Regions from separate parts of the Mus musculus genome. Here all the other regions are linked to region 4. A link is a contact called in public Micro-C and promoter capture Hi-C data. All regions are on one chromosome and are shown on one strand. The core of a region is the stretch at or near the end of the contact, and the rest is flanking DNA. Distances in the headings are between cores, read along the strand shown. Region 1 holds the start of Atp6v0b (ATPase, H+ transporting, lysosomal V0 subunit B). Region 2 holds the start of Slc6a9 (solute carrier family 6 (neurotransmitter transporter, glycine), member 9). Region 3 overlaps Armh1 (armadillo-like helical domain containing 1). Region 4 holds the start of Eri3 (exoribonuclease 3).

What was found. Promoter capture Hi-C pulls out the DNA fragments that hold promoters and counts their contacts. Hi-C and Micro-C count contacts between places; a contact is called where the count stands out from the background. Capture Hi-C pulls out chosen DNA fragments and counts their contacts.
Region 1: a promoter capture Hi-C map of liver shows a contact between it and region 4. The contact joins the promoter of Atp6v0b here to the promoter of Eri3 in region 4. A contact is called at or near these places in 3 of 39 promoter capture datasets (hematopoietic stem and progenitor cells, liver and pre-B cells), 13 of 484 Hi-C or Micro-C datasets (CD4 T cells, CD8 T cells, Sertoli cells and 5 more), 2 of 115 datasets of contacts at active chromatin or transcription factors (effector CD8 T cells and memory CD8 T cells) and 2 of 9 other capture datasets (adipose tissue and liver).
Region 2: a Micro-C map of embryonic stem cells shows a contact between it and region 4, with 4 times the contacts expected there. The contact joins the promoter of Slc6a9 here to the promoter of Eri3 in region 4. A contact is called at or near these places in 2 of 39 promoter capture datasets (the C10 cell line and erythroid cells) and 3 of 484 Hi-C or Micro-C datasets (embryonic stem cells and stem cell-derived neural progenitor cells).
Region 3: a contact with region 4 is called in a promoter capture Hi-C map of hematopoietic stem and progenitor cells, with 2.9 times the contacts expected there. The contact joins the enhancer-like site here to the promoter of Eri3 in region 4. A contact is called at or near these places in 10 of 39 promoter capture datasets (the C10 cell line, the HPC-7 cell line, cranial neural crest and 5 more), 1 of 15 datasets of contacts at CTCF or cohesin (the NIH/3T3 cell line), 2 of 115 datasets of contacts at active chromatin or transcription factors (astrocytes and embryonic stem cells) and 2 of 9 other capture datasets (adipose tissue and liver).

What each region holds. Positions count from the first base shown.
Region 1 is chr4:117,884,966-117,890,339 of GRCm38.p6, reverse strand. Atp6v0b (ATPase, H+ transporting, lysosomal V0 subunit B) reads left to right here and starts at 3,011. Exons shown (of 8, transcript NM_033617.3): 1 at 3,011-3,170; 2 at 3,702-3,750; 3 at 3,981-4,064; 4 at 4,195-4,272; 5 at 4,467-4,536; 6 at 4,660-4,711; 7 at 5,046-5,236. The coding sequence starts at 3,104. It overlaps Gm12841 (predicted gene 12841), which reads right to left. Exons shown (of 4, transcript NR_168719.1): 2 at 4,452-4,587; 3 at 2,872-3,034; 4 at 2,049-2,253. Dph2 (DPH2 homolog) reads left to right here. Exons shown (of 6, transcript NM_026344.3): 4 at 1-322; 5 at 409-585; 6 at 664-1,697. The coding sequence ends at 788.
Region 2 is chr4:117,833,165-117,838,717 of GRCm38.p6, reverse strand. Slc6a9 (solute carrier family 6 (neurotransmitter transporter, glycine), member 9) reads right to left here and starts at 3,460. Exons shown (of 14, transcript NM_008135.4): 1 at 3,241-3,460.
Region 3 is chr4:117,215,388-117,220,807 of GRCm38.p6, reverse strand. It overlaps Armh1 (armadillo-like helical domain containing 1), which reads left to right. Exons shown (of 13, transcript NM_001145637.1): 8 at 5,247-5,369. Among named protein-coding and RNA genes, the nearest start is that of Gm23287, 7.3 kb to the right of the region's middle. Within about 2 kb of position 1,752, at least 48 of the 459 cell types and tissues checked have an H3K27ac peak or open chromatin away from gene starts, as enhancers often do. A contact at or near this core is called in the HPC-7 cell line, adipose tissue and hematopoietic stem and progenitor cells, where this site is marked.
Region 4 is chr4:117,547,634-117,553,457 of GRCm38.p6, reverse strand. It overlaps Eri3 (exoribonuclease 3), which reads right to left and starts at 3,093. Exons shown (of 9, transcript NM_080469.4): 1 at 2,728-3,093; 2 at 415-490. The coding sequence starts at 2,862.

The DNA.
Region 1 (5,374 bases), core at 1,762-4,261, 340 kb before region 4:
GTGGTTGGGCTGCTGGCAGGCACATTAGGTGTGGCTCGACACCGTGAGGCACTGGCACACTTGCGGAAACTGACGGAAGCTGCTGGAAAACGTAGCTATGTGTTAGCCGTGGGGAAGCCCACACCCGCCAAGCTTGCCAACTTCCCTGAGATGGACGTCTTTGTGCTGTTAGCCTGTCCCCTGGGGGCACTAGCCCCCCAGCCTTCGGGTGGCTTCTTTCGGCCTGTATTGACGCCATGTGAATTGGAGGCTGCCTGCAACCCTGCCTGGCCCCCGCCAGGCCTGGCTCCCCACCTCACACATTATGCAGAGCTGTTGCCTGGTGAGTGGCAAGGCCGCATCTGGGTTTGAAAGTTGGGGTTGGAGTTGAAAAAACCGGGATAGCTTTCTTTTCTCCTTCTACGTCAGGTTCTCCCTTCCATGTGCCACTCCCTCCACCTGAGTCAGAGTTGTGGGATACCCCAGATGTGTCACTCATTTCTGGGGAGCTCCGACCACCACCTCCTTGGAAGTCATCAGATGACACTAGATGTTCGGCCTTAATTCCGAGGCCCCAACTGGAGCTGGCGGAGAGCAGCCCTGCAGGTAAACATGCAAGCAGCTGCCCCCGCTAGAGTTTTGCCCAGGTCCAGCCCACACAGCTTATCTTCTTTCCCTCTGCAGCTTCATTCCTTAGTTCTCGGAACTGGCAGGGGCTGGAGCCACGCTTGGGCCAGACACCAGTGAAAGAAGCCGTCAGAGGAAGACGAGGTATCGCCATCGCCTACGAGGATGAGGGGAGCAGCTGATACCTTGGGAGGCCAGAGCCAGAGTGATAAGTCTGCCGGGACCTGTTCTCCCTGACCAACGTCTCGTCCTGTCACAGGGACACTTGATGCCTAGACACAGGGAGTGTAGGTAGCTCTCTCTGTGGAGCTGTCCAGCTTATAGCCTGTGCAGGGAGGGGTCCCAGGGCTCATCCCAGTTCCTGGTGTGCAGGAGTTCTGCCCTTGGTCAGGGGCAGAAGTTGGATGATCCAGACCAGAGTTCTTCCACCTCCCTCAGCACTGTTGACAGTTTGGGCAGAGTAATTCTTTAATGCAGAGGCTACTCTATATAGAGAAGGATGTATAGGTTCAGCTGACAGAAACAGAAACACCTCCCTTCCTCCCCAACTGAGCTAGGATAACCCAGATTATCTCTACAGGTTGGCAGATGTCATGTAACTACTCCTCATTGAGAGCCTCTGGTCTAAACCTGCACTGTCCAAGACAATATTCACTGGACACATGACTTTTGCCATTTAAAGTGGATGAAAAAGTATTTGTCCATTACACTAATTACATTTCAAGCACTTATGTGGCTGCTTTCAGGACTTTGTTGGGCTACATTGACTTAGTTAGACTTGTTTCTTGGGGACAACAAAGACACTGAAATAAACGGAATACTTTTTCTCCTGTTTCTCTTTATTCACTAAAGCTCTGTTCTACACAGATCCTGTGGGTGGATATGTGAGTTATATTTAACCAGATTACTGTCCTCAAAATGTGCTTGGGAGGAAATAATAACCCCACGAAATATAATTGTGTGAAGGGAGCCCCAGGTGCAGCTGGCTCTCATAGCAGGCTCCTGAAGGGGACTCAAGAGGCAACCCAGACAGAGGAGTCTTAAGCTGGATCTTATAGAGAAAAAATATTCAGAATAAACAGAGTGAAACGAACATTTGGGCCTAAACAAAGACTCAGTCAACATGGTGGGTGCTTCAATCAAAGTAGAGTTGTTGGGGTATATCTTGATAGAGTGCTTGTCCTTGGTAGAGAGTTGGTTTTATGGGCCGGGCAGTGGTGGTGCACGCCTTTAATCTCAGCACTTGGGAGGCAGAGGCAGGCACATTTCTGAGTTCGAGGCCAACCTGGTCTACAAAGTGAGTTCCAGGACAGCTAGGGCTATACAGAGAAATCCTGTCTCAAAAAACAAAACAAAAACCAGAGAGTTGGTCCTAGGGTTTCCCAGTGTGTGTGTGTGTTTGTGTATTGGATCCCAGAAGAAAACAAAATTTACTTATTGTCCACATTAGCAAAAGAATCTTATATTGGCACCATCCAGATCATGTAGTACACAGGCTAATGGTAAAGGCAGAGCTGTAACTGACATGGGGACTGGGTTAAAATGAGCATCCATCATGTATTCTGTGTGCATGTTATGAGAACTCCCCTGTATGTCAGGCGCTAGAAACAGTAGTGAGTCCAACATGAACCATGGTGCTTCGGCCCCCTAGGGAGAGTGGTCAGAAACAAAATGTACTATATCAACCAGAGATAAGAACCAGAGGAAAATTATATCAAGGGATAACAATTATGGGAAAACACAAATCTGGAAAAGAAAGGGGACTGGTTAAAGGGAGATTGGGGTTGGAATATTAAACAGAATGGGTAAGGAAGGGCTTGAAGGAGAGCAAAGTCTGGAAGCAAGAGAGAGGGGCAGATGCAAGGGCGGGCTGCGTCTGATAGGGTGGGTAGTCTATTAGGGACCTGGAGCTTAGCTCTGTTACAGTGCCTGCTTTGCATACTTTAGGATCCTATGGATCATTCTGTCGCGAGTGAAATAGGATCCACAGGGAATTTGAACAGGAGAATGGCATGGCCTTATAAGATCACCTGGACATCGTGGGCGTTCGCGTCTGGCATTCCACCCTACCTCTGGGTTGGAAAAGACAACCTAGAATGACCTCCGATGAACAGCAGGCATTAGCTAGGCACCGCGAAATCCTGCTTCAAGCAGAAGGAACTAGGCAGGACTAGAACAGACCGGAAGGATCTGCAGTGATTGGTGAGTAAACTGGGAGTCCGGTGGGAAGTTAGGGAACCAGCAGCGCAGGTGGAGAGCCAGTACCTGTCACGGAGAACGTCCGACGAAACTACAACCACCACAGTGCTCCGCGGCATGACGTCTACCAGGGCCCGGCCTCAGGCAGCCAGCCACTGTGCGCGGGGGTCACGTGGGGTCGGCGCATCACGTGCGCCGGTCAGGTGGCGCTGCGGGGCGGGCCGACAGACTGCGGGGCGGACGGTGGACGCGGTTTAGCTCAGGTCCCACCGATCCGACCCCTGCCGTCGCCGCTGCCATGACGGGGCTGGAGTTGCTCTACCTCGGGATCTTTGTGGCCTTCTGGGCCTGCATGGTCGTTGTGGGTGAGCGGGGCCCAGGCGGCCCAAGGTGGCCTGCTGGTTGGGGCGGGGGGCAGGTGGCAGCCGGAGCCGGCCCCGCGCGGTGCCCTCCCGCGACGGAGGAGGCCGGCCCTGGGCTGCGAGAGTCACACCGGCTATTCCAGGGTCGCGACGCCAGGTTCCTGACCTCCTCTCCGCGAGCCGCATATTTGGGCGCCCCGCTTCCCCTTTTTCCTCCTTGCCCTCCCCCACCCATTCACAGCTTGTTGGGTAAACAGCGATTGGGCCGGCAGGATCTGGCGCGGCCTGGACGCAGCGCCCGTTCCCTCCGGCCCGTGAAGGGGCTTGGTGTCATTAAGACGGGTTACCTAGGGAGTGGCCGAAAAAAAAAAAAAAATGGAGGCCTGGGTGGAGGTGCTGTTTCGCTCCGGGACTCTTCGCTTGTCTAGATGTAGGTGGCTGACAGTTTGACAGTTGGGCAGTTTTTTTTTTTTCCTAGGTTGGGGACTGTGTCTCGAAAGAGCAACCCTTTAACTCCTTTCCTCATTGCTTCAGGAATCTGCTACACCATCTTTGACCTGGGCTTTCGCTTTGATGTGGCATGGTAAGGGAGGGCATGGAGAGGATTCTCCTAGGAGCCTCTTCTCCCTGCTTTGGTCTGAGCCCCAGCCCAGCTCTTCAGACACACGGACCTTTGGGAAATAGAAAATCTAGAGATGCAACGTCTGGGACTGGTGGGCTGGAGCTGGGTGGACACTGAGTTTTGTGTGGCCTCCCCACTCCTGCCCTTTCCTGTCCATAGCTCAATAGCTTTCTTCCCTGTTTCCACACCAGGTTCCTGACGGAAACTTCCCCCTTCATGTGGTCGAATCTGGGCATTGGCCTAGCAATTTCTCTGTCTGTGGTTGGAGCAGCCTGGTGAGTGTTGGAGTGGCGGGACGAGTGGGAGGTGCCAAGTCGTGGCAGGTGGAATCATCACTGGGTTCTTAATCATCCTGGGGACAGCAACTCCTTGGGCTCCTTTAATCAGTTTCTTACCCTTCACCAGGGGAATCTATATAACCGGCTCATCCATTATTGGGGGTGGGGTGAAAGCCCCCAGAATCAAAACCAAGAACTTGGTTAGGTAAGTGTAAAGGCTTCTGCATGTCAAAACTAGCTGCGATGGGGGTCGGGTGACATGCTGGCTTGTGACCCGTCTCATCGTAGCGTGTATGTGAGTCAGGGAAAGTTGGCTGGGGATTTTCTGCAGAAATGGCTGATTTCCTTCTTAAAGAGTTTCCCTCCCCCTCCCCCACCATTTACCATCACTGTTGCCAGTATTATCTTCTGTGAAGCGGTGGCCATCTATGGCATCATCATGGCAATTGTCATCAGCAACATGGCTGAGGTAAGGGAAAACCAGCGGGGACGGGTATCCATTGAAATGCCTATGCTTTCCCTAAAGATCGGAGGGAAGAAAAGGTAGGTGCATTAAGGAATGCCTTCTGAGGACTTATTCTGCCCCTCACAGCCTTTCAGTGCTACGGAGCCCAAGGCCATTGGCCATCGAAACTACCATGCAGGTAAGTGGGTAACATAGAGCTCACTCGGCATGGTGCTCTGGGCCTTTAACCCCAGTCCTGGGACGGGGGTAGCACCAAGTGAGTTAAGAGGCCAGCCAGCACTACATAATGACATAGTGAGACAGACACCCTACCACACATACACGCCTGGGCCTTACACACTTGCTTCTACCACACGTACACACCTGGGCCTTACACACTTACTCCTGCTTCCTGGCTCCATAGCTGAGAGTCTCAGCTCTGCAGAGTTGGGGTGGGACTGGCCCTGCTAGCCCACACTGGACCATTCCTCTCCTGCTTGCCTCCACCTCACGAGCTACTTCTTATCCTCCAGGTTACTCCATGTTTGGGGCTGGCCTCACAGTCGGTCTGTCCAACCTGTTCTGTGGAGTCTGCGTGGGCATCGTGGGCAGTGGGGCCGCCCTGGCGGATGCACAGAACCCCAGCCTCTTTGTAAAAATTCTCATCGTGGAGATCTTTGGCAGTGCCATTGGCCTCTTTGGGGTCATTGTTGCAATCCTTCAGGTGCGAGTCCCCCTAGAGAGGAACAGAAGTGCCTCCCTTTTTTCCCCTTCCCATCTCTTGGTCCCCCTTTGTCTCCTGCTCTAGATGCACGCATCTTTCCTAAGTCTCTCCATTAGCATCTCTTTCCTCGGCTGCCTC
Region 2 (5,553 bases), core at 2,211-4,710, 280 kb before region 4:
GGAAGAGGGTTGGCTGGTGAAGCTGATGACGGCAAAAGGAAAGAGGACACGATAAGAGAGATGGAAACAGTAATGAGATGGAACTCGGTGATGAAGTGACTTCCTGCGGGTGGTGAGAGAAAAGGAAGGGTCTCTGCCTACTGTTGGTGCAGTGAGAGGAAGCTGGTAGTTGCCCCAGGGATAAGATGCTGCAGGTTTAAAGATAGGAGAGGAGGTCTGATGTGGACAGACAGGCTTTGGGCTGAGTGTGAGCCCCCAAGACTGATGCTGGGAGGAGGGTCACAGAGCCCTTTAGCACTTGTGACTTTCCTCTTCCCAAAATGGGATTGTCAAATGATCCCCCCACACACACACATCTCCAAAGAGGGAAGGCATTGCTTTTGTTGTGGTTCCAAAGGCTGGAGTACGGAGTGTAGTACTGGTCTTCTGGCTCCCTCACGAAGGTGCCCACGGTGAAGCTCCTGATTTCTTGGTGAGCAGGAAGCAGCCAGGTGGACCAACTTATAAGCATATATTTATCTGTATTCTTGATTATGTGTGTACAGGGAAGAGGGAGCAGATCCACTAGAGGTGGAGTTACAGGTGGTTATGAGTCCCACAACATGGTTGCTGGAACCTGTGTGTCCCCTGCAAGGGCAGTATGCAGGCAGATTTTTCTTTAAGTTTTTTTTTTTGTTGTTGTTTTTATTTTTTTAAACTTTTAATTCTTTTTCGAGACAGGGTTTCTTTGTGTAGCCTTGACTGCTTGAGGGCTAGCTCAACCCAGGAGATCTGCTTGCCCCTGCTTCCCAAGTACTGGGATTAAAGTCCTGAGTGCCACCACCACCCAGTTTTTAAAAATTTTTATTTATATGTATGTGTGTGAATGCATAATACGGGGGTGGAATAGAGGTTGGGAGAGTGCCAACAGAGGACATCCCATTCCCTGAAGCTGAAGTTACAAGCAATAGTGAGCCTCCTGACACTGCTGCCAGGAACTACAGGCCCTGGCCGTCTGGAAGACCAGCCAGCCCCTTATGCATCCCTAATCACTGAGCCATCTTTCCAGCCCCTAGGTAGACCAATTTTAGGGGTCTATATGAACTAAGCCCTCACTAGTAACTAGAGGCAACAGGTCTCCAGTACTTTACAATTCGGAGGGAGGAGACACCGTCTCTATTCACTACCACAGGGATGTTAGCACAGTGTTGTGTGCATAAAGTCTCCTGTCTGGGGCACCAAGCCAGCTACTTGCTGCAAACTCAGGGGCTTCCTGCATCCCCACCTTTGCTCGGGCAATAGTTCCCTCTGTAAGGGTCTCTGGTCCCCAGTTTTCACTGGTCAATACATTGCCTACCAACATCAAAACCAGACCCCATGCCATTATCTTCATGAAGCCTTCCTCCTCCTTCTGCAGTCGACCCTTCCATGGTACCCTTCAAGAATGCAATATATGCAAGATGCTGGCTTCTGTCCACCCCCTCTGTCTGGAGAGGTCTGCCAGGGCAGACGTGTGGTTCTTCTATATCCTGAGAACTATACTACTGTAGTCCCGCTGAACATAAGGAGGAAGGGAGCGTTTTCTCTGAAGTCTTTGAAACACTTGGGCACGCTCAATGTTCTCCGCTAGTCCCTAACCAATCCTATCACCCGCTCTCTAACCTTTTGCCTCTCTGGAGATGTCTTTATCTTAGGTGTTCTTTTTGCCCATTCCTTGCCCTCTATCCTTTATCTTTCTAACAGTCATAGCCTCAGACTTGCTTCATTTAAAAAATAGAACAGAAACCAGTCAGTGGTGGCACACACCTTTAGACCCAGCTCTTGGGAGGCAGAGGCAGGCAGATCTCTGAATTCAAGGCCAGCCTGGTGTATAGAGCAAGTTTCAGGATAGCCAGGGCTACGCAGAGAAATTCTGTCTCAAAATACAAAACCAAAAAACAAGAAAAAAAGGAAAAAAAGTAGAACAGGCTTTGTGAGGGAGCTATCATAGAGTGCTAGGTGGGTACGCGGCTCCTTTAAGAGTGACTAGCGAGGGGCGTGGCCTATGGAAAACAGACCCGAGAGGGGGTGCGGCCCCTTTAAGTAGCTGCCCGGCCGGACTTGAAGGCCCGGGACGGGCTGGCAGTGTGGGGCGCGGTCACTTTTGGAGTCATGGCACCGCCCGGAGTGCCCACTTCCTCGAAACGAGACCGGTTCGCTTTAATCAGTGTGCAAGGTGTGTTGGGGGGCGGGCGTTACATCAGCCACCACGTGTGCGCCTCTCAGCTGGCGTGGAGGATGCCGCCCCGCCCCCCGCGGTGGAAAAGTACCCGGGTGCCGAGGTCTCCGCCCCCTTGCCCCGCCCCCGCCCGTCCTCGGCCCCTCCCGGGTCTGCGGGCAAGCCCCCTCCCGGCTCGCTGGCCTCAGCTCCGGCCCGTGTGTGGCTGCCTGCTGCGGGGTACAGGCTGGGAGCAGGCGCTCGGGAGCTGCGGGAAACCAGGCCTCACCTGTGGCCGCCCGCACTCGCCGCAAGCATGCCCAGAAGGAAGGCTAGAGTGAAGGCTCGAGTGGCAGGGCGTGGATTTTTTCCCCCCAGAGTAGCAGTCCCCCAAAACCACTCTCCGCCCCGCAATCCCTTCTCAACGCTGCAGCCACGCGAGCCGCGGACAAAAGAGAACCGGAGGGCGCTGGGGTTCTTCCTCGCTGCTTCCCAGGAACCGCGGGCGCGCGGGAACCGGCACCCGGCGGGCGAGTGGGCGGGCAGATTAGGAAGGCCGCCGGCTGCGGCGCCCAGATAGATAGCCAGCACGGCTGGGAGAGGAGGTGGGGCGAGAGGCTGCACGCGGGGCACAGACCCCGCTGCCGGCTCCCGGCCGCGGCAGACCCACTGGCGCCCCAGAAAGACCGAAGACGCTCTTCGGTTCCGGCGCTGCGCGCACAGCCCCGTACCAACCACCTCCGACCGAGCCGGCGTCGGCACGCAACGCACCCCCTCCATTCCGAAATCACCCTCCCTCCCGTCTGCTTTAGTTCCTTGGTGACAACGATGACACACAGACACACGCACCTACCCAGACCTTCGCGGCGAGACAGACATCCCAGTGCGAGCACTCACACTCTTAGCCACAGATACCCGCAAGCAAACGCTATCTCATCCACGCACCACACACACATCCATACACATCCTGGGGCTCAGCCTCCCAGAGTCACAGAAACGCCCAGAACGACGGCTGGACAGACCTAGGCTCGGGCCGCAAAGCCCCCTTCCCCCAGCTCTCTTACCATACTGCTGCCCCCGGCCCAGGCGTGCTGGGTCCGCACCGCGGTGCGCCCAGGTGGCTTTCTTAAAGGGAAAGTTGCATCAGCCTCCCGAGGCTCTCTGCAGCCGCCAGTCCTCCCGCCCCGCCGCGTTGCCTGCCGCTCCTCCAGAGCTTGTTGTGTTTTGGTTTCGGGGAGGCGGGGGCTAAGAGTTTGGTGAAAGTTTGGAGAGTGAAGAAGGCTTGAGAAACCTAGCCAAGTCCCTCCCCTCCCTGAGCGGCTCCCCTGGCCGCCCTCCCCCGCCCTGGTCCCATCTCCTCCCTCCCGCGTGCCGACTACTCAGACTCCTCCTACCAGGGAATAAGATTACAAGTGGCTCTAGTTTTCTGATGATTGATCCTCACGAACCCCTGGGAGTGGGGCTCGGCAAAGGAGTCCCCTTCTCCTTCGCCTCTCTGCCCTTCAGTTGGGACACTTGGAGGAAGCAGATGTCCTCCCCTTCGGGCTAGGCTTGGAACGAAGCCAAAAGGCCTGGGGCGCTTTGGGGGGCTGGGGCTGCAGTTAGCCCGCCAGGCCCCTGGCCTTCTGCGCCTGCGTTCCCCCTAGAGAGACGTCAAGAGCAAATTCCGTTCCCTTTGCAGTAGCGCCGCTAGAGACTGTGGGCACAGCTGAGTAAAGCCTGGGGCCCACTCCTTGGAATTGCAAGGCTGGGGAGCCCTTTCTCCCCGAATTCTCCACCACTGATTTGATCAGCCCTACCTGGTTAGTTGTGCCACAGAGCCTACCTACTTCAGGTGCCTGGATTGCAGTATCTGCCAAAAGATGCTTTGTTGAGCCTCAGTTTCCTCCTCTGCAAAATGGAGAGAATGACTTAAGGAAATGCATACCCACGTGAAACTCATTGCTCCAGATTGGCAGTGGTGCCTAGCAAATGGAACAGGCTGCCACATTTGCTTACCTTGAGCAAGCTGCCAACCCTCTATCAAACCAGACAATACTGATTGCCAGAGGACTGCTGTTGCTTCGCAGGTGCTCTGCAAAAGGCCCTGGTCTGGAGAGGCAGGCTCCGGATTCCACTCTGTGCCCCGAGTTCTCACCATTTTCCGGCCAGGAAACTTGCTTGTTTATTGACATCCAGTCTCCAAAGAGCAGGCGCATCCATGTCAAAGCCGCGCACAAGATCAACTGGTGTGAGAAGCCACCTTATTAATTTATAATCACTGAAAAAGACAGCAGCCAGCACACTCCCTTCAGTTGGGCCTCTCTCTACCCCACGGCTCAACCACAGCCCTTTCCCAGAACTACCTTCTTATATACTGCTTTCTGCTGTCATGGAACTCACAATCTGTTCATTCTCGAGATTTGGTCAGATCTAGGAAGGCACTTATGTCCCTTTTGAGTTTGCCCGTGAACACAGCAGTTATAAGCCTGCTTGGGGTTTATAGTCTCCCACGAACTAATTACCAGAGTTTTGTATAGAGTAGAGAGGGGACACACACGCAGATCTACCTAAGCAATCTGTTGTGCCTGTGGGCTTTTTTTTTGGGGGGGGGGATTTGAGACAGGGTTTCTCTGTATAGTCCCGGTGGCTGTCCCGGAACTAACTTTGTAGACCAGGCTGGCCTTGCACTCAGAAATCCGCCTGCCTCTGCCTCCAAGGGCTGGGATTAAAGGCGTGCACCACCACCACCTGTGGCCTTTAACTTTGCTTATGTAGAAGTTTCTGGGAGTCTAACTGTGGGTCCTGCAGCAGGCTGTGTAGTTGTGTGTGTGCTCAAGTCCTGGATCTGACCAGATAGTATCTAAACACTTCTCATCTTCCCTACCAGGACTTGGGTTCCTCTACAAGTTGTTTATGGTCTCTCATAGCCTGCCTCCTCTTTAGATTATCCAAAATGGCTCCTTCCCAAGACAGATGGACAGGAGGCTCTTGGGAGAAGCTGCCAGGTAAAGGGAAGGTTGGGGCTGAGGGAGGGGCTTCCATCTAACTTATAGGGATGCGATGGACCTAAAAGGCATTAGGATGGTTCTAAGAAAATGTTTAAAACTTTATTTTGAATTTTGAAGTTTTCTTTCTTTATTCTCTTTACATCCAGATTTCAGCCCCTCCTGCTGGTACCCCCTCACACACAGCCCTTCTCCGCTCCCTGAATTCTTTTCTTTCTTTTTTTCTTTCTTTTTTCCTGGAGTCAGCATCTCACTATGTAGTTCTGGCTGACATTGTTCTCACTATATAGACTAAGCTGACCTCCAACTCAGTGATCCACCTGCTTCTGTTTCCACAGCCCTGGGATTAACAGCTTGTATGCTGAGCTTTCTATGTGGAGGAGGTTGTTT
Region 3 (5,420 bases), core at 503-3,002, 330 kb after region 4:
TTTAAACACACGAGTCTCTGGGGGGCCATTCCTATTCAAACCACCGCACTTGCCTAGAAGAGCAGAGAGCAGATAACTGAGATAGGTTCACACCTGTAATCCTAGCACTCAAGAGGTTGGGACAGGATGAACAGGATGAATGTCATAAGTTCAAAGCCAGCCTGAGCTACAAAGTAAGATTCTGTCTTCAAACAAACAAACTGGTAAGATCAGTAATTCAAGTTCATACTTAGCTACATAGTAAGCTTGAGTATAGTCTAGCTACAGGAGACTTCAGAGAGAGAGAGAGAGACAGAGAACATGTCACCATAACTCCTGGGTCATCAGCACATATGTCACATCCATAGCTTATGTTTATACTTTATCGATTTTCTTTATTGTTTAAAAATAACAATAATAACAAGCTGGGTTTGGTGGCACACAACTTTAATCCCAGCACTCAGGAGATCTCTGTGAATTCTAGAACAGCATAGTCCATGTAGCATGCTCCAAGACAACAAGGACTATAAAGATAGACCCTGTCACAAATAAGTAAGTAAATAAGTAAACAAACAAATACAATAACAATACTGATAATATATTTTTTGTTTGCATTTTGGAGACAGATTCTTGCTGCATTATCCAGGATAGCCTTGATCCCCAGCACTTAACCAACCCACTTATCTCAGCTTCTCTCAGCTGAGTCTGGCTAGACTTTAAAGTTGTGTGTGTGTGTGTGTGTGTGTGTGTGTGTGTGTGTGTGTGTGTGCACTCGCACACATGTGCATGGAGGTCAGAAAATGACATCAGAGGTCTTCCTTAGCCACTCTGTTTACATGTTAATGTCTCTAGCTGAACCTGTAACTCACCAATGTGATGAGCTGGGCTAACCAGCTTGCCCCTGGGATCTCTGTCTCTAGTTCCCTAGTGCTAAGAGTGCAACCCAGCCACAGTGCTAGCCCAGTTTACCTGGGTGCTGGGGACATGAACTCCAGTTCTCAAGCTTGCTTAACAAGTGTGTTAATGCCGGGCAGTGGTGGCCCACGCCTTTAATCCCAGCACTCGGGAGGCAGAGGCAGGTGGATTTCTGAGTTCGAGGCCAGCCTGGTGTACAGAGTGAGTTCCAGGACAGCCAGGGCTACACAGAGAAACCCTGTCAAAAAAAAACAAAACAAAACAAAACAACAACAAAAAAAAGTGTGTTAACTGCTGAGCCTCTCCTGCCTTATTTATTTATTTGGGAGGGGGTGTGCATGCCACAGGGATGGCAAGGTTGGGGGATAACTAGCAGAACTTTTCTCCTTCCACCATGCAACCCTGGGATCCTACTCAGTTGATGAGGCTTGGTTTCAAGTGTCTTTGTCCACTGAACCATCTCATCAGTCCTCCTCAGCTCTTAAAAAGCAATTCTCTGAAAGTATTTTTATCTGGGCATGATGGCATGTGTCTGTAACCGCCGACGATGGAGGCGGTAGCAGGAGGACTGCCACAAAATGAAGGCCAGTTTGATCTAACAGTGAAGGCTCCATGTCTAATAATTAATCCATCTATTTTTAGTGTTTCAGCATTGGTCTTTGAATACGGTGTAATTAAAAATGTATGAGTTAATCTATTTTTAGTGCTTCAACATTAGTATTTGAATAGAATGTAGTTAAAAGGGCAGCAGAACACTCAGGAATCAGAGAGCATGTGACTGGTCAAGTACAGCCTGCAAGGATATTCCAGTAGAAAAGAAAGAAAATTTATGCTGAAGCGTGCTTCCTCTGTGCAGCCAGCAGGTGGCAGTCTCGTCCAGAAGTGCACAGTAAACCGGTTTCCCAAGACTCTAGCAGCAAAGACATGGGTGGGCACCGTGGAAGTGACTGCATGTGTACACCAGCTTTAGATTTAGTCTGTTCGCTGTCAAGGCATGATCATCTTCATCTGTAAAATGATTTATAGACAGAGTAACAGAAAAAAAAAACTCTGTAGAATCCTACAGAGTATGAGGCTGAAGGGAGGTGCTGGTTAACTGAACTTTATGTAGAGGCATTCAGGCTTCCAGTTATGGAGGAAAAGGAAGTGGCTGCTCTTTATGGAAGGTTGCTGGGAGGAGGCACAAAAGGATTTCCGGTTACACAAAGTCCCTAGTCAAAAACCACCTGTGATGCAATCTGTCTGGGCAAGTGTCGGACCCCAACCTCTTCTGTCATGAAAAGATCTTCCCTAAGCAAAAAGGAGGGTACGTCATAGAAAAGCCTGTGCATAGCCACGAGCTGGCTAAGACAGATTTCCTTCATAATGTCAGCCCCTTTAAGAGAAGGGCGGCCTTCCAGACCTGTTCCTATCTACAAGAGGCCGTACAGTTTCTCTGATAACCAACTCTGATGCTGGGCATGGTGGCACATACCTTTATTCCCAGCACTCAGGAGGCAGAGGCAGGTGGATCTCTATGAGTTCAAGGCCAGCCTGGACTACATAGTTAGTTAGTTCTAGGCTATCTGGGACTATGTAGAAAGATCCTGTCTCAAAAAAACAAAAACAAAAACAAAAAAAACCCAAACAAACAAAAAAACAAAACAACAACAACAAAAAAAACAGTAGCAAAAAGCAATTCTAAAATGCCAAAGCCAAACACACACACACCTGGGATGGAATATTTTATTCTCCCGCACACACGGGATATCCAAGTGCTGGACCACTTATTTTGTTCCTTTGTTTTGTTTCGAGACAGGATTTCTCCATGTAGCCCTGGCTGTTCTGGAACTCACTCTGTAGACCAGGCTGACTTTGAACTCAGAGATCTGCCTGCCTCTGCCTCCCAAGGCAGAGGTCAAAGGCGTGCGCCACCACCAACTTTGGTTACTTGGCCACTTGTAAGGTCCTTTTGCCACAGGAACATTAACCCTGGTAGAAGCTTTCCTGCTCACTGGCCCCCTAACAAGGCCACTTGCCCTCAACTTCTTCATCTGTTCAGAGGGATCAGCAGGAAAGCACGAGGCATCCTGGTGCAGACAAGGGTGAGTTGTTTTGCTTTGGTTTTTTTAGACAGAGTCTTAGACAGCTTAGACTGGCCTCAAACTCTATATGAAGTAAGCAGTGGCCCTCCAGCTCCCGAGTGTTGCTCTTATAGGCACGTGCTGCCTCATCCAGCTTCAGGCTGTGGGCTTTCTGGACTTGAGATATGACTCTTTCCTCTTGAACTAAGTGTCCATGGCATCCACCTTACATCTGCTGATCACTGCCCCCTCTATCTCCTCAGCACAGGTCCTGTAGCGAGCGCATGCCCCATCCGGGTTGGCCAAGGGGTGGGGATGAGTCCGTAAAGTGCTTGCTCAGAGAGCAAATGTCTCAGCAGAGAGGCAGGGCCCTGCTTCTCTCTCTTTGGGTATAACCAGTGACAGCTGCGAACACAAAACACAGAACTGGCTGGGTGAGAAAAATCTTCATTTGTCCCAGGAGCTTCGAGCATTCTAGTTACATAACCAATGGAAGATGAAGCATTCAGTTTAAAGTGGGTTGGCAGAAGTAAATATTTATCTCCTGGAATATCTGACTACGTTGCAGAACCTGCTGCTCCCAGCCAGGAATTTATCATAAACATATCTTCTTACACTCCTTTGGAGCCTGGGCATCCACCCAGTCACTTCTCTTCACATCTCAGGCATAGACATATTTCCCAGGGTGCACTGGCATCGCTGTGGCATCCTGCTCTAGCTGGCAAAGTGACTCACAATCCAATAAAAGGAGTCAAAGCGTTCAGACCCAAACGCATCCCCATCAACCCAGCAGCAGAGCAAGTAAGAAACATTGGAGAGTCTGGGACTCTGGCCGCTGCACACAGTGGCTGCCAAGCATTCAGAGCTTCTTGTTTTGTTTGCATAAAGTTTGGGAGATGCCAGAGAGGCTCCAAATGCTCTGCGGCACCCCAGGGCTGGACCCTGTCCCTGTACAGTGTTTTCGGATCTGTGACTCCAGGTTAGAACGCTAATCAGATGGGCACGCCAAATGCAGTCTCTTGTCCCAGCACTCGGGAGGCAGAGGCAGAAGGATCTCTGAGTTCAGAGTCAGTCTGGTCTACATAACAAGCCCCAGTCCAGCCAGGGCTACATAGCCTAGGCCCCCATCCACTACAGTAGCAACAACAATACGAGCCACCTCTGAGCATCAAGAAGTGTCAGGGGCTGCATCAGAATTGACTTTGAGGGTACCCTGGAGGATCTCTATGAAGCACACAATCCAGAGACATGGCTGGCAGGACCAAGAGGACAGTGGGTGGCTGTTAGCACTGTCGTCTTGTCGTGGTTTCCATTCGTTCGTCTGAGACAGAGTCTGACTGTGTAGCCTAGATTTGTCAGGAATTAGCTATATAGAGCTATCCTCAAACTCAAAGCTCCTGCCTCTGACTTCCTCAGCCTCCCAAGTGCTTAGAGCACAAACTTGTTCCACTGTCCCGAGCTGCATAAAAAGTGTTTCTCCTTTTTGTTTGTTTGTTTGTTTGTTTGTTTTATTTTGTTTTGTTAATTCATTAAAAAAAACTTTAGTTAGATAGATAGAGGGTCTTTTTTTGTTTGTTTTTGTTTTCCGAGACAGGGTTTCTCTGTGTATCTCTGGCTGTCCTGGAACTCACTCTGTAGACCAGGCTGGCCTCAAACTCAGAAATCCGCCTGCTTCTGCCTCCTAAATGCTGGGATTAAAGGCGTGCACCACCACTGCCCGGCGATAAAGGGTCTTGATCTACCTAAAGCCTAAACCATGCTCAAATTCAAAATCCTCGTGCCCCAGCATCTGGAGTGCAGAGACTGCAGGCGTCTCCCTGTAGGAAGTATTTTGTGGAGGAAGCAGATGTTGTGGCTACCTTTCCTAGCTACTTCTGAGGATGTAGCTAAATGCTTGCCTAGAATGTAGGAGGCCCTGAGTGTTTGATCCCTAGGGATCAGATTTTTAAAAGGTAAATGTAATCTGTTCTAACCCAGCCCTTTCTTCCTCTAATCAAACCTGAAGCCCTTCAAGCTAAAGGCAGCTCTTTTCTGTGGGCCTCAGATCCGCAGCTCTGACCTCCGGGACTTTCTTGATGGGCTAGGCATCCCCTTCCTTCCCTCTGACTCCTACTCTTGTATTTAATCATGGGCTCCAGAATGGCAGGAAGGATGGGTAACCTCCCCCATAAGGTCTTACCAGTACTGAGCAGCAGAAGGTACTAGGAGAGGTGACAGAGGCAGCAGGGTAAAAGGTATGGTAGGTTTGGAAGGACACAGGGCCTCCCCAGCATCTCTCTCCTCCTCCAGCCATCGAGCTGATAAAGGACCTGATCCACTACGACGTGCGCTTGCCTCTGCTCAAGGGCCTTGTGGCGCTGCTCATGCCACCAGTCAAGGAGACATCCAAACTGCAGGCCAAGATCTTCAGTGGTAGGACTCCTCCATGGGACTGCCCCCTGGAAGTGGGAAAGGCTTCCTGGC
Region 4 (5,824 bases), core at 1,844-4,343:
ATCTCTGAGTTCGAGGCCAGCCTGGTCTACAGAGTGAGTTCCAGGACAGCCAGGGCTACACAGAGAAACCCTGTCTCGAAAAACCAAATAAAAAAAAGAAAGAACATTGTTCAGTACTGGCATGCTTGCCTAATGTGTTGCAAAGTCCTGGGTTCATTCCCCAGTACTGAGGAGCTAAAAAAAAAAAAAGAAAAAGAAAAAGAAAATCTCATGACCAAACTGGAGAGTCTAGATCACTCATCTTCTCTAACTCTTACTCTAAAGATTTTAGCCAATTTGTTTCACTAAGTTTGAGCATACTCTACCTACCATACCAGAAGCTACAGAAAAATACACTCTACACCAGTCCTCATCCCATTCCCACCAAATCCAACCAGTCAGACACCAAATGTGATCATGCAACAGGATTCTCACCTCTCCTTACTTCGAAGATGCCAAGACTGGCAGCTGGAGATGCTGAAGGGTCTGTGAGAGCTGGAAAGCCCCAATGCTGTGGACAGACACACATTTCTGCAACAGGTATATTTCAACTCAAGATTTAAATTCTCACTGGTGGTCACTCCTAGACTCATAAACTCAAACTTTGGGATTTAGCTATTACTGCGGAAAGAAAACGGTCCCACAGACCTTTCAGATGCTATTAACTAATATTACATTCATGCATGTGTGCTCAAGCTTGTATATGAATTATAGACTTCATGTTTCTAGTATAGTGTTCTCCTTAAGGAAGTTTATCTTCTAGAAATACCAAATATTCATAATATGTGAGCCTCGTTAAGGAAGTTTATCTTCTAGAATTATCAAATATTCATAATATGTGAGCCTCGACTAAGAATGATAGTCATGAGGTGGTGGTTCACTGGATAATTTCAGAATCCTATCAGAAAAAGACACAAGGCTTGCAATATTCAGAACTCAGGAACTGGGGCTGAGCCAGGACTGAAGAGAAGGGTTCATTGTTACAAACCTATAGGCAGTAACAAGAATGGAAACATACACTGGGAAACATGTTCAAAATACTTCTCAGCTGGAGAGATGGCTCAGAGACTGAGAGCACTGGCTGCTCTTCAAAGGACCTGGATTCAATTCCCAGCACCCACATGGCAGCTCACAGCTGTCTGTAACTCTAGTTCCATGGGATCTGACACTCTTACACAGACATACATGCAGGCAAAATACTTCCAAGTCTGCCTCAACTTCTAAAAAAAAAAAAAAAATCAAGCTAATCAAAGCCAAATCAAGACAACATGAGAGCCAATCACAGGCAGCATGTGCAGAAGCCAGCCAGGGCTACACACCAGGGCCATCAAGGCATATCTACCCTCGTCATCACCTCATTCAGATATGCTAAAGGATCAGAAATCACAGACATGATCTTGTAAGCTAGTGAAGTCTCTGCGCAAACATCTACAATTGGAACCATAATCCTGTCTACCACTCCACACACTTAAGACTTTATTCTATCCTGATCCCCTGGGAACAGGGCACTCTCCAGTTTATGCCACCAGGGAGTAAACTTTTCAAAATAAAATGCAATAACAACCCCTTTGATTTAGATATTTCAAGTTGAAGGGAGAGCTCTTAGCCAAGCTCCAGGACCTAACTGGCTGATTATTTACAGGATCTTTGGGCAGGAATTGTTAATGAGCTTTTAATTTGGAGTGCTTAAGTTGCCAAAGTGCTCTGAGCTCCAGTGAAGCACCACAGAATCCATAAAGGAAACCTTATCAATCACTTCCCGGCAGCTCCCTTCCCCCAGGCAGCACCTGCCGACAGGCAGCCAAGTGGGTTTCTAACCAAGATCACAGGCATACATTAGTGGAGTCACACTCCAAGTCACTGTTATAAATTGGCTTTTAAATGGTGGGCGATTCAAGTATAATATACTTAAGGTCCAAGACCGAGCCCACTAAAACAAGGTATACTGTGTATGATAAAGTCAGAATAAAGCTGAATTTGATGAAGCCAGTTTTCTGGTACAAACTCTACAGTCAAAAATCATTCGGCCAATCACAATCTACTACAGTTAAATAGCTTAGTCTTTGGCCAATGGGATTCATGTTTTGCTGCCCTTGGGCTGGGAAACCAATGAAATGCACTAGCAAATGCAAGCCACAAAAATGGTCAGAGACAATTATTGGCCCCAGTCATTGCGAAATCCAGCCTGAGGGGCAAGCTCTGTATCTCCAGATGAGGGGCCCCATACCCAGCATCTTCCAGGCCAACGTCGAGCAGCTGACATTTCACAAGAACTCAACCCAAGTCATGCTTTCTTTGTTTTAAGAAGACACCTGTTGCTGGACCACTTGCAATAAAGACATACAAAAAGCTACCTGGGTTAAGGCTCTTTCTCCACTCTGTCCACCTCTGTCCACCATTATTACCCACAGCTTGTGACTTACAAGGAAGTAAAGTGCTAGCATGTGTGCCTGTGCCAAGATGCGGAGGGGGTAGTCTATAAATAATTCCTTAATCTTCTACTTTATCTGGTCAAACCTCTCTCCTTCTCCAGAAATCTCAAACCAGGCCCTTTCATCAACTCACCCAGTCTCTCTCGCAAAGCCGAGCTCCCCCACCGCCCTCCCCAGCTATCCCTTCGCCCAGAGTTCTAACATCCAGGGTGAGCACCAGGCCAGAATCCCAGGCTCCTTAAGTGTGCGCGCCACGACCCACACCCCGCATGCATTAACCAGGGCCCAAGCTGGGGGCCCTCTCAATCTCACCCACCCCAGGGTGTTGCCCCCAGCTCGGGCCCATCCAGGTCCAGGGAAGCGTAAGGGGAGGGGCAGGGGGCCAGGAGACCAGCCCTCCTTCCCAGGGCCGCCCCCGCCCCCCGTCAGCTGCCGGAGAGGCTGTCGCCATGGCAACGCCCCCTCCTCCGGGCCAGCACGGCAGGCTCTCTCCAGGTGCAGGCCCCGGCGTCTCCCTCGGCCTCAGCAGACGCTCCGGGCAGTTGACGGCAGCGGGCACGGCCCGCGCCGCCTGCGGCGCTGGCCAGGCAGAAGCAGGGCCAGCTCCGCCCGCTTCCCACAGCCCGTTCCAGGCAGCCTCAACAGCGGCAGCCAGCACCACGAGTCCACAACACACCGACTCACCTCCGCGCACTCTGACCCCGACCGACGCGGTGGACGGGCGGGCGTGGTAGCCAACCGCTGAGCCCGCTGCTAGCGCCTTTGGCCAATGAGCTGGAGTAAGGCGGGGCTTCTTCTCTCCAAACGCTCTCTCTCCCGCCGACATGCGCGTTAAGGTGTGTCAAGATGGTGACCGTTGGCTCTGGGCCTTGTGGGACTTGTAGTTTAGAGGAGCCACGTATTCAAAAGAGAAAGGGAGGGTCACTTCTAAACAGTGAAAGGGGTTTTCTTAAAAAATAAATAAATGATAATAATAAAATAACCCGAAATCTTCGTCAGGCCTAAAATGACCCAGATGCTCTACTTATTTTCCCCACCTTGACTGTAGGCATTCGGTGAGTATGGGCTTAGGAGACATTCTCTTTAGGCGACACTTTTCTGTGATTCATTGTCAACAAGTAATCGTTATCTACTTTCTGATGCGGGCCTGAGGGAAATCTGGAAAGAAGGGAGGCGAATTCAGCTAAAAAGAAAATGCTGAGATTTCTGAAGGGCCTTTCTGAGGAGGAAGCTTCTGGCTTGTTGAGGCCCTCAGAGGAACTGTCAGGGTTAACAAGGTTTCTGGCCATAGCTGTAGTGGGTCTTTCACAGTCAGTCTCTCCAGGCAGCTGGGGAGAACTTCACCTAAAGCGATGGGTGAGTGTCTCCATCTTAGCTGTGCTTCTCTGGGAATCCACGTTATGAAATGGGAAGCATCAGTCTTAAGCCACTGGTGATTTTGACAGCCTCTCAGTCAGATCCATCTTAGGAGCCATCTTCAGTTACCAAGCTCCTCTGTCTGCCACCTGCTATTTTCCTTTAAGACAGCTAATATCAGTTCTGGACCCTGCCACCTCTGAGATCTTAATATAATGGTTCCTGCCTGAGCTGGAAATGCCTGTAATCCCCATATCAGAGAATGCCTTCTTTAATCTCATGCACATAATGGGTTAGATGGTTCTACTGTGAACCTACAGAACTGAGCACAGCACTTTACAATTGTCTCCCTGCCATCTCTCTCCCAGGAATTGAAACTCGTTTAAGATAGCTATTCATTTCCATATTGTTCATGCTGCATGGCTTATACCCAGTATGGTGTCAGTCATAGAGCAGCTATGCAATAATGTGTTTCTGACAAATGAAGGAGTAAACTGCAACAGAGACAGATATCACTCACCCCAACTGAGAAAAGGAGAGCCACGATTGCCTGTCCCCAAATCTTGGAACTAAAACTGGAGCTTCTTCTTCTTATCGTTACATAAACATTAACCTGGATTGGCCCATTCGTCAATGCGTGTTTATACTTCAGAATTGGGCACTGTCTGTTGCTGATGGTTTCATGGTAAGACATATAAAATCCATATCCTCAAGGAGCTTTTCTATAGGAAAGGAAATGGAAGGGATGGGCAATGAAAAGATAATATAAAAAGTAAAACAATGGGCTAGAGAGATGGCTCAGCGGTTAAGAGCACTGACTGCTCTTCCAAAGGTCCTGAGTTCAAATCCCAGCAACCACATGGTGGCTCACAACTGTCCATAATGAGATCTGATGCCCTCCTCTGGGGTGTCTGAAGACAGATACAGTGTACTTACATATAATAAATAAGTCTTAAAAAAAAAAAAGAATCTGTATTCTAGGACTATCCTAGAAGACCTGAGTTTGATTCCCAGCACCCACATGGCAGCTCACAACCATCTATAACTCTGGTTTTAGGGGATTTAATGCACTCTTCAGGCTTCCTCAGGCACTGCATACAAGTGGCGCACAGACATCCATGCAAGCAAAACACCCACATACACTTAGAAGAAGAAGGAAGAGGACAAGGAGGGAAAGGAGGAAGAGGAGGAGGAGGAGAAGGCAGCGGCAGCTGACCCTAGAAAATAGAGCAGATCCAATGACTACGGTTATAGACTTAGACTTAACTGGGAAGCCTAAGCCCAGGGAAGAAGAACGTGAGGCTGGAAAGGAGGGGGTGAATATACAAGGCAGGGTGTTACCCAGTTGGCCAGGGTAGCAAAGAAAATAGTTTCTCTCAGCAGATCCTATTCCAGAAAGGATATATCGAATGATCACATTAAAAATAGAGAGAAAAAGCTGGGTGTGGTGGTGAATGTCTTTCATCCCAGCACCTGGGAGGCAGAAGTAGGATGATCTCTAAATTCCAGGCCAGCCTGGTCTATAGGGAAAGTTCCAGGACAGCCAGCACACACAGAGAAACCCTATCTCGAAAAACCAAAAAGAAGGAGAAGAGGAGGAGGAAGAGGAAGAGGAGGAAGAAGAAGAGGGGGGAGAAGACAGCAGAGAAGGTTGAGAGAGAGAAACAGGGAAAAGGAAAAAGGTAGTCCCCATCATTCCAGTAGTTAATGGAGTGCCAGATCTCACACCATAGCAAGCAGAGCAGTGGCACATCTGAGACTAAAAACTGTGTTGAAGCCTCTGATTTGATCACTTCGGCTCACTGCAACCCCAACATAGAGAGCACAGTCAAAACCTAACCCTCATTCCCAGAGGAAGGCAGAATAGCCAGATGAGGGGACAAGAATGGCATGAATAACAAGTGGCCAAGGGTTCAGGTTTAGATGGGATGGCAGATGAACTGAGTCAGGTACCTCTTGGACAGTCGCCTGGCTTCAGGGCCAACGGACTAAGGCCAATGAAAACAAGATCCCAAGAAAGGACAAGGCTACCACCAAGGAAAAAAACAGCAAAATGG